Regions from separate parts of the Mus musculus genome. Here regions 1, 2 and 4 are each linked to region 3. A link is a contact called in public Hi-C and promoter capture Hi-C data. All regions are on one chromosome and are shown on one strand. The core of a region is the stretch at or near the end of the contact, and the rest is flanking DNA. Distances in the headings are between cores, read along the strand shown.

Evidence for each region. Promoter capture Hi-C pulls out the DNA fragments that hold promoters and counts their contacts. A called contact is a pair of places that touch in the nucleus more often than the background predicts.
Region 1: a contact with region 3 is called in a promoter capture Hi-C map of the HPC-7 cell line. The contact joins the promoter of Wfdc21 here to the promoter of Rasl10b in region 3. A contact is called at or near these places in 10 of 39 promoter capture datasets (the 3T3-L1 cell line, 3T3-L1-derived adipocytes, the HPC-7 cell line and 6 more), 3 of 115 datasets of contacts at active chromatin or transcription factors (bone marrow-derived macrophages, embryonic stem cells and pro-B cells) and 2 of 9 other capture datasets (adipose tissue and liver).
Region 2: a contact with region 3 is called in a promoter capture Hi-C map of embryonic stem cells, with 2.3 times the contacts expected there. The contact joins the promoter of Slfn5os here to the promoter of Rasl10b in region 3. A contact is called at or near these places in 6 of 39 promoter capture datasets (embryonic stem cells, hippocampal neurons, liver and 2 more) and 5 of 484 Hi-C or Micro-C datasets (embryonic stem cells, muscle stem cells, myocytes and 2 more).
Region 4: a Hi-C map of stem cell-derived germline stem cell-like cells shows a contact between it and region 3, with 3 times the contacts expected there. The contact joins the promoter of Nle1 here to the promoter of Rasl10b in region 3. A contact is called at or near these places in 5 of 39 promoter capture datasets (the HPC-7 cell line, embryonic stem cells, liver and 1 more), 1 of 15 datasets of contacts at CTCF or cohesin (embryonic stem cells), 8 of 484 Hi-C or Micro-C datasets (B cells, the G1E-ER4 cell line, cortical neurons and 5 more), 3 of 115 datasets of contacts at active chromatin or transcription factors (embryonic stem cells and stem cell-derived neural progenitor cells) and 3 of 9 other capture datasets (adipose tissue, liver and pancreatic islet).

What each region holds. Positions count from the first base shown.
Region 1 is chr11:83,745,556-83,748,255 of GRCm38.p6, forward strand. It overlaps Wfdc21 (WAP four-disulfide core domain 21), which reads left to right and starts at 1,385. Exons shown (of 3, transcript NM_183249.2): 1 at 1,385-1,568. The coding sequence starts at 1,472.
Region 2 is chr11:82,959,414-82,962,113 of GRCm38.p6, forward strand. It overlaps Slfn5os (schlafen 5, opposite strand), which reads right to left and starts at 1,268. Exons shown (of 3, transcript NR_045932.1): 1 at 1,192-1,268. It overlaps Slfn5 (schlafen 5), which reads left to right. Exons shown (of 6, transcript NM_183201.4): 5 at 592-1,315; 6 at 1,487-2,700. The coding sequence ends at 2,291.
Region 3 is chr11:83,408,369-83,411,068 of GRCm38.p6, forward strand. Rasl10b (RAS-like, family 10, member B) reads left to right here and starts at 1,320. Exons shown (of 4, transcript NM_001361568.1): 1 at 1,320-1,513.
Region 4 is chr11:82,907,092-82,909,791 of GRCm38.p6, forward strand. Nle1 (notchless homolog 1) reads right to left here and starts at 1,304. Exons shown (of 13, transcript NM_145431.2): 1 at 1,248-1,304; 2 at 1,001-1,144; 3 at 462-679. The coding sequence starts at 1,265.

The sequences.
Region 1 (2,700 bases), core at 135-2,634, 340 kb after region 3:
ATCTGTGACAAATGAAAGGAAGAGACTCTTCCTGTAGCTCCAGAATTAGGAACCATAGTCCTTGTGAAATGATAGTCCTCTCTTCCTCCCTCTCTCCCCTCGTGTGCGTGTGCGTGTGCGTGTGTGCGTGTGTGTTCCTAGGAATTAAACTTAGGGCCCCTGCCCTCTACTGTTGAAATAAACCATTTTCCCAGACACCTACAAAGGCACAACAAACTGATCCTGTGACTTCTCCCTCTCCCTCTTACCCCCTGCTTCCAGCTCATTTCATGTTAAGGTATTTTATGAGTTACAGTATTTGTCTTACTTAGGGTTTCTATGACTGCAATGAAACACCATGACCAGAAAGCCAGTTGGGGAGGAAAGGGGCTTTTTGGCTTACACTGCCAGATCATTGGAAGAAGTCAGGACAGGAACTCAAGCAGGGCTGGAACCTGGAGGCAAGAACCATGGAAGGAAACTGATTACTGGCTTGCTCAGTCTGCTTTCTTAGAGATGCTAGGACCACCACCAGCCCAGGGATGGCACCACCCACAATGGGCTGGGCCCTCTCCCATTGATCACTAATTGAGAAAATGCCTTAGAGCTGGATCTCATAGAGGCCTCTTCTTCACTGAGGCTCCTTTCTCTCTGGGAACTCTAGCTTGTATCAAATTGACACATTGTGTGTGCTCCTCCCCCACCACCAGGGAAAGAAGAGGGTATCTCCCCTGGCACCCAAACCACAGATGGTCTGAGTTACAAATCACTCATCTGGATTAGCAGGCGTGTCTACAAGAAGGAAGAAGTGAAAGCTCACACCTGGGCTAGTTGTCACTCTCACCCCACTCACTCTCCAAGTCGCACAGCAGTGGTGCAGCCTGAGAGGCATCCTGGGAGGGTTTGATGTAGATATTGACAGCTGGGGTTCCCCAAAATGAAGGCTCCAAACAGCAGAGATGATGGCATCAAGGCAGAGGGAACGACGCTGGCTTACTGTCTCCTCAACAGGTGGCCGCACCCCACTGGCTCTCCCACGGTCTCTCCCTGCCCTCAGTTACAGGAACAACTGTCCTAGAGCAAGGAGAGAGAAGTACAAAAGCAGATGGTGTCCTAGCTGACACCCAGCTCCTGGATTGTCATTCCCTGAGGACACATTCCTTATCACAGCTCATTCCTGGCCCAGAGTAGATCTCTAATACTTCATTGAAAAGGAACGAGAGTCCCTTACCACCCCAGCTTTCCAACTTTAGGAGGACTATCTGTGGAACAGAGGGTGTTCTGTGGCACGGAGCTTGGCTTGAGTAAGATGGCACTACCCAGGACATACATAGTGTGTGTCCCTGGCAATGCTGGTTTCCAGGCGGGGCTTTGGCTTCTGTGGTGTGCAGGCCCGCCCCTAGCCTTGCTGCCTAGCTCAGTGGGTGAAGAGGTTTAAATTCTGGCAGCTCTTGGCCCTGCTGCGTATTGGCTAACATCCTTCAGCAGCAGCATGAAGCTAGGAGCCTTCCTTCTGTTGGTGTCCCTCATCACCCTCAGCCTAGAGGTACAGGAGCTGCAGGCTGCAGTGAGACCTCTGCAGCTTTTAGGTACGTCTGGGCAAACACGGTTGCACTATTCTTCCTCAAGTGAGGGGTGAGAAGACATCCAGAACCAGTGTGTGCAGGAAGGAGGGAGAAACTGGAGGAAAGAGTTCTCTTTAGGATCCTCCTTGATGGTCACCTCTGAATTCCCCAGAACAGAATCCCTCTTCTGCTTTCCCTCTCTCCATTCCCTGGGTCACCTGACTGGACCCCCCTCCTGCTTGCTCCTCAGCCAAGCTCCCTCTCCCAGACGTCTCCTTCTCTACTGGCGTCTACCTTGACCTGTCTACAGAAAATATTCTTGTAATTATGCTAGACACAGGTCAATCTCAATCTTCTTTACCAATATTATTCTCAGAAAGGGTTTTGTTGCCGTGGGTTTTCATTGTTGTTTGTTTGTATGTTTGCCCAAGCTGGCCAGGAACTGACTGTGTAACCCAGGCTGACCTCAACAACATGGCAATCTTCCTGCTTCATCTTGCTATGCTGGGATTACAAGCACAATCCACCCCATCTTATTTGGCCTCAAAGGACTACTCTTAATCCTCTGCCCATTCTTCCCTTAGCCCTTTTGTGACCACAGCCTCATCAAACTCCTGACACACTCTCCTCTGTAATAAAGTCTCGCCTTTGCAGACTGATGCTGTCTGCCCACCCCTACCCCACAACCCCTATCCTACAGCCAGCCAGCCCTGGATTATCTTGGACTGAATGCTTGCCCCTAAATGTCTTTAGATAGAGTTTAGCCTCTCGTCTTCACTCCATCAACTACCTGTTTTTGAAACAGTTTGCATCTCTTCCGTCCTTTGCCCTCTGTTGCCTCACTGTGTCCATCCCTGATTACTCCACAGCCCTGCCATTGCAAAAGCTTCCCAGAAGCCCTCTCCACCCCCTCTTCCTTCTTGGATGTGCTTACTAGTTGGATCCTGGTTCTGTCTATGCCTTTGCAGCAGATAATCCTCCCAAATGACCTTCTCTCAGTTTATTAAGTGAAATCCCAAATCCACAGGTCCTGATGGCCTGCTTGCCCTTTGCAACATTTATTTCTCCTGTTCCCAAACTCGCCCAGACCTCTACTTGCCAATCCTCCTGACTCCTCCTATTCCAGGGGAACTGGGAGTGGCAGATAATATGTCTA
Region 2 (2,700 bases), core at 18-2,517, 450 kb before region 3:
CCAAGAGAGGTTCTTTCTTGCTGCCTTGGCTACTGTGTTCTCAGTGTAGTCCATGTTGATCACAGCTGGTTATGGGCTCCCTCAGACTCAAGATTGCTTCTCTTTTTGTTACTAATATAAAACTGATCATTGATACATGATAGAGCTCAAAGATCGAGATCTACATCATATAATGGTAGAGTAAGACTAATTACTAGCTACTGATTTGTTTAGTGATTTACTTAAAGCACTGCTTGTACATCTGTTGGCCAAGCAGGGCTTCACTTGCCATCTGAAACAGAATGACCTGGAGAAACAGTTAATAAATAAATAGACAAATAAATAAATAAGTCCTGGCCCTCTAAATCCTGCTGCCTGCCACATACTCTATAAAATCTTGCTTGCTCGCTCCCTCCACCTAGTGGTTTTAAAGTGTAATGCGTTATTACAGATGGCACGGGCATGAAGGCTTTTCATCCACTGGTCCTCTCTTCCACTCTCATTGGTGTTATTCAAGAAAGATTATTCAAGAGTGCTTATTCAAGAAAGATTCCCACAGCAATGGTGATTATTAGCTTGTCTCTGATTCATTCCGATTCTTTCCTTGTCTAGTGTCACCCAACAGGATTACATATACTCCAGAGAGCGTCTACAAGGACCTCTTCGCAGATTACAGAGGACTAAGAAACTTAATAAATATGGAAATGCGCTGTTTCTCTCAAGGGATATTGATCTTCTCCCACAGCTGGGCTGTAGATCTAGGTCTTCAGAGGAGGCAAGATGTCATCTGTGACGCTCTTCTGATTTCCCCGAACAACGTTCCAATCCTGTACACCATTTGCAACAAGTGGGATCTGGGGAACAGGCACTATTCCATGAAAGTTGCCCGTACCCTGAAGCAGAAGCTGGTGAACATGGGTGGCTACCCTGGAAGATTAGGCATCATTCCCTTGGTCTTACCACTGGGTTCTCACCAAAGAGTAAGGAATGACTTAGAAATGCCAGTGTACCCCGAATCCTATAACTTCATAACCACACAGCAGGTGGAAGCTCTGTTGCAATCTCTTGTGATCATCTTGTTTGGGTTCAGACCCCTGTTAAATGAAGAGTTAAACTTGGAGTCTGAGACTGTGGCCCTGCTCTCAGACCAACAGTACGGGTTGCTTTCAACTAACCTGAGCAAGCACAGAGAGATGTTTGTTCACGGCTTACCTGGATCAGGGAAGACCACTCTAGCTCTCATGATCGTGGGGAAGATCAGGAATGTGTTCAACTGTCAAGCTGACAACATTCTTTACATCTGTGAGAACCAGTCCTTGAAGAGGTTCATTGTGAGGTAAGCAACCTGACTATTCATTTCTTTCTGGTGGGCAATTTGAATGGGCGTGGCTTTCGAGGGCTAAGCTCTGGGTTGTTGCTTCCATGCTCAGGAACTATTCCTATCTATTGGGCTGCCTTTCTTTGCTTAGCTGAGGAAATCTGACTGTGTTTCTTACACTTGCATCAGGAAAAACGTTTGCCAGGCAGTGACACGGAAAACCTTCATGAAAAATACCTTTGATAATGTGCAACATATCATCGTGGACGAAGCTCAGAATTTCCGAACGGAGGACGGGAACTGGTACGCAAAGGCCAAAGCCATCACTCAGAGAGCGAGAGATGGCCCAGGAGTTCTCTACATTTTTCTGGATTACTTTCAGATCAATCACTTGTGTTGCAGTGGCCTCCCTGAGCTCCAACACCAGAAGCCGTTATTGAAGCTCACCAGAATGCTCCGCAGCGGAGACAACATAACCAGCTACCTTCAGGATATAATGCATCAAATCAGAGAAAATCCTCCCCCAAATGTCCCCCAAGAAGCCTTGATGGTGGGTGAAGAACTTGAATGGGGTCCAGATGTCACAGGCAACTTAGAGATTACTGATAACTTGAATTTGGAGCAGATGTCAGTCTATGTAGCAGAGAAATGCCAGAGTCTTTGGAGGTCTGGCTATTTCACGGATGTTGCTGTTCTTTTCACTAGAGCCAGAGATATAGAAAAATGTAGAGACAAGCTTCTGCTAGCAATGAGGAGGAGGTCCATGTCTCAGCTCGCTGAGGAGCCCAGTTTACTAGTGCAGGTCAGGGAGGGGTTGGATAGTCTGGGTAGTCACGTCGTGTTGGAGAGTGTTCACCGATTTTCAGGCATGGAAAGAAGTATTGTGTTTGGGATCATTCCAATGGGATCTGAGACGGCCATTTTCTACAATGCTCTGCTCTGTCTGGCTTCCAGGGCAAGGACACATCTGTATATTGTAAAGGTTGTGTTTTGATAGGAAGATGCCAGTTTTCAGTTAGCTTGGGTTGGTCTCTAGCTGTCTTTGAAGCTCTTTGATCTAAACATTTAAGCACCAAAAACATTTCATGTACAATCAGCCACACTCAGGGCAAGCAAATATGAGTATGGGGGATGTAGACAGTAGGAAGAGACAGCAGAGCAATTAGCTGGCACTGAGATATCCTTTCTCTCTCTCTCTCTCTCTCTCTCTCTCTCTCTCTGTGTGTGTGTGTGTATGTGTGTGTGTGTATCAGGAAGGACTGGTTGTTTGAGGTAGGCAGGAAAGAGCTAATTATGAGATGACTGCTGACTTCTCGTAGACTCAGATATTTTCCTTGTTTTTAACACAGCCACCGGCAGAAATGCTTGATCTTGGTGTGTGGAGGGAGCATGAAGGGGAGAGG
Region 3 (2,700 bases), core at 70-2,569:
CGTTTAACTGAAGGGGGTTTTCCACCTGCATCTCGGGCAGCACCATCCCACGGACTGACTAAAAAGGCAAAAGGGGAAATTGAAATTTGAGCTTAACGCTAACGTGCATCTCTGCTTCCAGGCTGCATGCACAGTGCCAGGGACCTCACATTCCCACCACTTTGCCTTCTGGCTACAATAGATGTGTCTATTGTCATCACAATAGCCAAAACTAAGTCGCTTTTGTCAGGTACTTGCCACACCAACAAGAAAAGTAAAACGGGGGTCTTTGAGACCCTTTTAGGGGAACAAGAAGCAGTCAGGGTCATAACCTCTGTCAGCCTCTTCTGACCCCATTCTTCCAGCCTGAAGCATTCTGTCAGGTCTCTGGACTCTCAGTTGCTCCTAGCCTCAGCTGACCTCTCTGAAGTGGCCCACCTGATTTGCCCTCTAAGACCCCTTTTGACTTCACAAAGGAATTTGTCTGTGGCCTCTCCACTGGACTATGTGAGCCCTCTGCTGAGCTTTTCCGAAGCAAAGCTGCCCTGCTAGTGACACAGCCTTAGCATTCCATTTTGCATTTAAGTAAAAGTAGTTACTCATCCTTTCTCAGCCTCAGTGATCTCATCTGTAAAATGGGGGAAACAACCTCCTTCGTGGAATGTTCTGGGAATTTAACTTGAGGATTTAGGCAAAGCTCTTACCACATTGGAATGTTACCTACTGATAAAAATATGTTGGTGAGGACTATTTTAGATTAAATACAAGAGGAACTGCACCCTCAAGCCCTGCAAATGCTGGGATCTCAAAGGAGAGGGATCCGCAGCCTTAGAGGAGTGGAGGTCATGCTTTGGCAGGGGACCAGCTTTGCTTGGCACTAGCCTGGCCTGCTGTTCCCTGCCGCAGTGAAGGGTGAGAGTGACCACCCTCTACTCCGTCCTTCAGGGGTGGAAGAGCAAGAATCTGGATGCCAGCAACCAGGGCAGGACACACGCTGGGCATCTGCCAGTCACTGACTGACTGTATCGGTAAGGGTCAAAAGGACAGCGTGGGGAGGAGGGGACGAGCCCTGCCGAGGGCAGGGTGCGAGGCTGTGTGGGAAGGGAGTCGCAATGAAGGCAGAGGCTCCGGGGCCTTTCTCGTCCCCGCCCCCAACTCGTCCAGGCTCGAGCTAATTTCTCCCAGGGGAGAGTCGCGGGGGTCGGGGGCGTAGGGGAGGATTGAAGGTTGAGGTTAGGGATTGGGGAGCTGGTCCCGCGGCGCCCCAGTGAATCCGTCGGGCTCGGGGACCCAGCGGAACCCCCCGCGCCCGCCTCCCCCTCCGCCGGCGCGAGTGGGGCGGCGCGCTCCGCAGGGCGAGCAGCTGAGCGACCCTCGGTGCTGCGGCCCCCCGCGCCCCAGCCCGCCGCGCCCGGGCCGCGGGCGGCGCCCCTCATCCTCCCCCCGGGCGGGGGAGCCCAAGGCAGCGCCGGAGCCCGGGGGGAGCGCGGCCGCGCCGGCCAGGGCAGGGGGCAGGCAGCCGGGACGGCCCCGGGTAAGCGGGAGGAGGAGGAGGAGCGGGGCGACCGCGGGGTGAGGGGCAGCCCGGGGAGGGGGCAGCGGGCAAGCCGGAGTGGAGCTGGAGCCGGCAGCCAGCGGGGCTCCTGCAGCCCCCACACCTGCCACCGATCGGGTCACTGGGAGCCCGGCATCCGCCGGCGCCCCCACCCCCACGCGGACGTGGTAGGGACTCACCACCCGAGGACGTACGGCCCGGCCTTTAGGATCCTCAGAACCCCCGACCTTCCCAGTGTGAGGTAGAGACCCAAGATGTCCAGGCCGGGGAAGGGACTAAAAAGAGACTGTGGCCCGAGTGTGTGACCCCTGCCTCTTGCCGGGAGCTGTCTGCAGACTCACTGCAGAATGCAGGCCCTGGGGAAGCTCAGGGGGCCTGGGCCCTGCTTCCTGGGACAGACCTTTCACCCCCACATAACTAGGCATGTGGGCTTAGTAAACTGCTTAGACCCAGGACTTGTGCCTGGGAAGAACTGAAGGGGCATCTGTTCCCTCTGAGTTGGGGACAGGGCCACACTTAGGCCTGGTAGCTCCAGAGGCTTGCCAGTGCATAGGGGGCTGTTCTTGTACCCACTTCTTGACTCCCAGACTGTACCTGGTTTTCGTGTCTGCTACTACTCAAAAAGAGTTGGTTTGGGGGCTTGAGAATCTGCAGATAGGATACATCCTGAAACCTCTGCCACACCCAGAGTGAGTCCGTGTTCTTCTTTCTTGCTCTTTGCCCTCTCGAAGGCCCAGGACTCCCCCATCCCCACCTGCTCGTGCTGTTATGTAATTAACCCAGCTGAGCCTCTTTGCTAAGCTGGCAGCATCCAGGGATGCCCCAGAGGCCTAGGGACCTGAAGGGTTGTGCGTGGTGGTAGCGTTAGTTTTGTCTCCGTAGGAAGCAGGCTCAGAGGAGCACCTGTTGGGGAAGGGACATGCATGAGGCAGGCACAAGAGAGATTAGAGTCCTAGTCTTAGCTAAGGTGGCTTCCTTCCCTAAGTCTCTGGGTCTTGATTTATTGGTGATGGATTTTTGTTCTTCAATAAAATGAAAGGCATCATATACATGCATATGGACATATGGATGCCCAGGTACACACACTGCAAGTTTATGAGCCCATGCAACTGTAGATAGTGACCCATTCCTAGATTGCCAGGAGGTTCAACTGAGCGTCTGGGAAA
Region 4 (2,700 bases), core at 54-2,553, 500 kb before region 3:
TGAAGCTTTTCATATTCTTCTGTTGTTGGAGGTAGAGTCTCTCTATGTAGCCCTTGCTGTTCTGGAACTATTTAGATCAGTCTGGCCTTGAACTCACAGAGATCCGCCTGCCTCTGCTTCCTGAGTGCTGAGATTAAAGGTGTGGACTACCACCACCTGGCTCAACTGTTCTTATTCTTAGAGTCCTACAAGAAAGGATTCATAGGGAAGTAACAGATGCAGAAACCTGACTTCGGAAAGGAGTAGTTCAAACCAAGATAGGCTCTTCTGAGCCAGGTACTATTCTTAGCCTTTGGGGACCAAACCCCAATAAGAAAGTCTGTTACTTGCAACGTGAGTCCAGACCCCAAGTCTATGACAGGCAGGCAGCCTAAGACCCTGTGAATAATAACTCAGGATGGTCCTCTCCACCTGTCAGAGGACACACCTCCACATCCCAAAGATTCTGCCCATGTCCTTACTTTCCTGTGGGGCTGAAGGCCACAGAAATGACAGCTTCGCTGTGACCCTCCAATGAGCTGGTGCACCGCGTCACAGCCCGGACCCTGAAGACAGCTTGGGGCTGGTAGATGATATCGACGATTTTCTCTGTCTCCACAGACTGGGACTCCAGCGTCTTCCCCAGGGAGGACACAATCTCAGCATCGTGGACGTAGAACGCCAGGGGCAGGGGCTCCTCCTGAAGGCAAGAACAGAGTAAAGAGGAACTCTGCTCGGAGGGATGAATGCCTGCCCTCAGCGGGAGTCGGCTCAATCCCAACTACTGCATACCACCATGCGACAAATTTAATCCCGCTGGGCATCTCTGTAAAATGGGGATGCTTATGTTGGGCTGTGACAAGAAGTCACGGAAACACTGCATCCGACGCGTTCAAAACACAGCCTGTCTGTAGGTGAGTCGGCGCGGAGAACATTTTTCCTGGGGCCGATCCACGCCACCGACACTGTCGGTGAGCAGCTGGGTCCCCGGAACACCGTGGCTTCGTTTTGGGGTGCTCACCTGGGCCAGCAGCGCGTTGCACACCAGCTGCAGCTTGTCCGGCGTGATGTCCACTGGCACGTCGAACGGGGAGCCCAGCAGCTGACCGCCCTCATCCTGGAACTGTACGAGCAGCCGCTGCACGTCGCCTGCCGCCGCCTCTTCCTGCAGAATCAAGCCGCGAGACTGTCAGTCCCCCTCCCCTCCCCTCGGGCCTCGGTACCCCACGCGGAGACCCGGCATCCCCGCCCCGTGCGCGTACACCTACCACCACCGCCGCCGCCATCCTGCGTCCCCACGTGGAGGAGAACCGAGGCGGAAAGACGGAGCGTTAAATCCATGTCGCGCCGGGCAACCTCCGGCTACAGCGCCCTCTCGTGTTCGGAGGAGTCAAGCCGCTCTCGGAGGCCGGGATTGCCAATGGTGGCCTCCCTTCGCGCCTTCTTTTCACAGTAGCGATTCTGGCCAATTTTAGTCTCCAAAACTCAGAGAAATTAATTGATTTGCCCGCCTAGCTCACAGAGGCAGGAGATGGTGGAGGATGACACTTCCAGGGTCCAGGCAGCAGGGGTGAAAATACAAACCAGAAAACTATTGGGTTGAGGCAGAAACTTTTATAGGTGGGCTTGTGGGATTTAGTTTGTGTATGTGTGTGTGTGTGTGTGTGTGTGTGTGTGTGTGTGTGTGTGTGTGTGTGTGCGCGCGCGCGCGCGCATGTATGCATGTATGTATTGAGATAGGCTGAGGGTGTGTAGCCTAAGTAGACCTTGAACTCCATGATCCTCTTGTCTGTGCCTCCCAGGATGGGATGCTGGGAATATCGGATGGGCCGCGGTGCCCAGCTGTTTTGGGATTTTTTTTTTCTGAGCTCTTTCAAGGTGTGGCCCTCTCCTGTATCTGCTTTTGCATAGGCAATTTATTCTGTCTGGAACTTTTGTGGACAGATTTGAGTCTCTGCTCTCCTCTTGTACAAGTTCAAAGAATATAGAGCCTATAAGGAACTATTAAATAGGTTGTGGTAGAACATGCCTTTAATCCAGGCTCTTGCGAGACAAAGACAGGCAGATAGATCTCTGAACTTAAAGCCAGCCTGGTCTACAGAGTAAGTTCCAGGACATTGAAGGTCTCCAAAAGAACTCCCTGTCTCAGACAAACAAACAAACAAACAAACAAACGAGACTAATAAAAGTTGAAGAAGGCCAGAGGGACCCGTGTGCTCTTTGGAGGCTTTTCCTCATCTGAGAACAACGACTCCATTTGCTAGGGACGCTGCCTTCTGGCCTTCTTCACATTGTTTATCTCTCGGCTTAAATATACTCATTCCTACATGCATACATTCATTCATCCGACAAAGCGAATTGAGCCTCTATTCTTTGCCAGATAGTGTTCTCAGAACTTTGCATAGATTAGTTCAATTACTTAGGGAAGCCTTTCCCAGGACCCTGTCTTTCTTTTTTTTCTCTTCTTTTTTTTCTTTTTTCCTTTTGGTTTTTCGGGGACCCTGTCTGTCTTGTCCTGTGTTTTCCAAGTTTTCCGGCATTTTCAGTCATTTCCTCATTATCAGTCATGTCCCCCGGTATATAGGGGACACAGAAGAAACGCTTGTGGACTGAATTATGAAATCAGGAATTGAATGTAGGATCCCTTGATCCAAACGCCACAGAACCAAAGCTTCTTTGCTTGCAGTGGGATCCTTTGTCAATACCTCATTGCTTGGACCA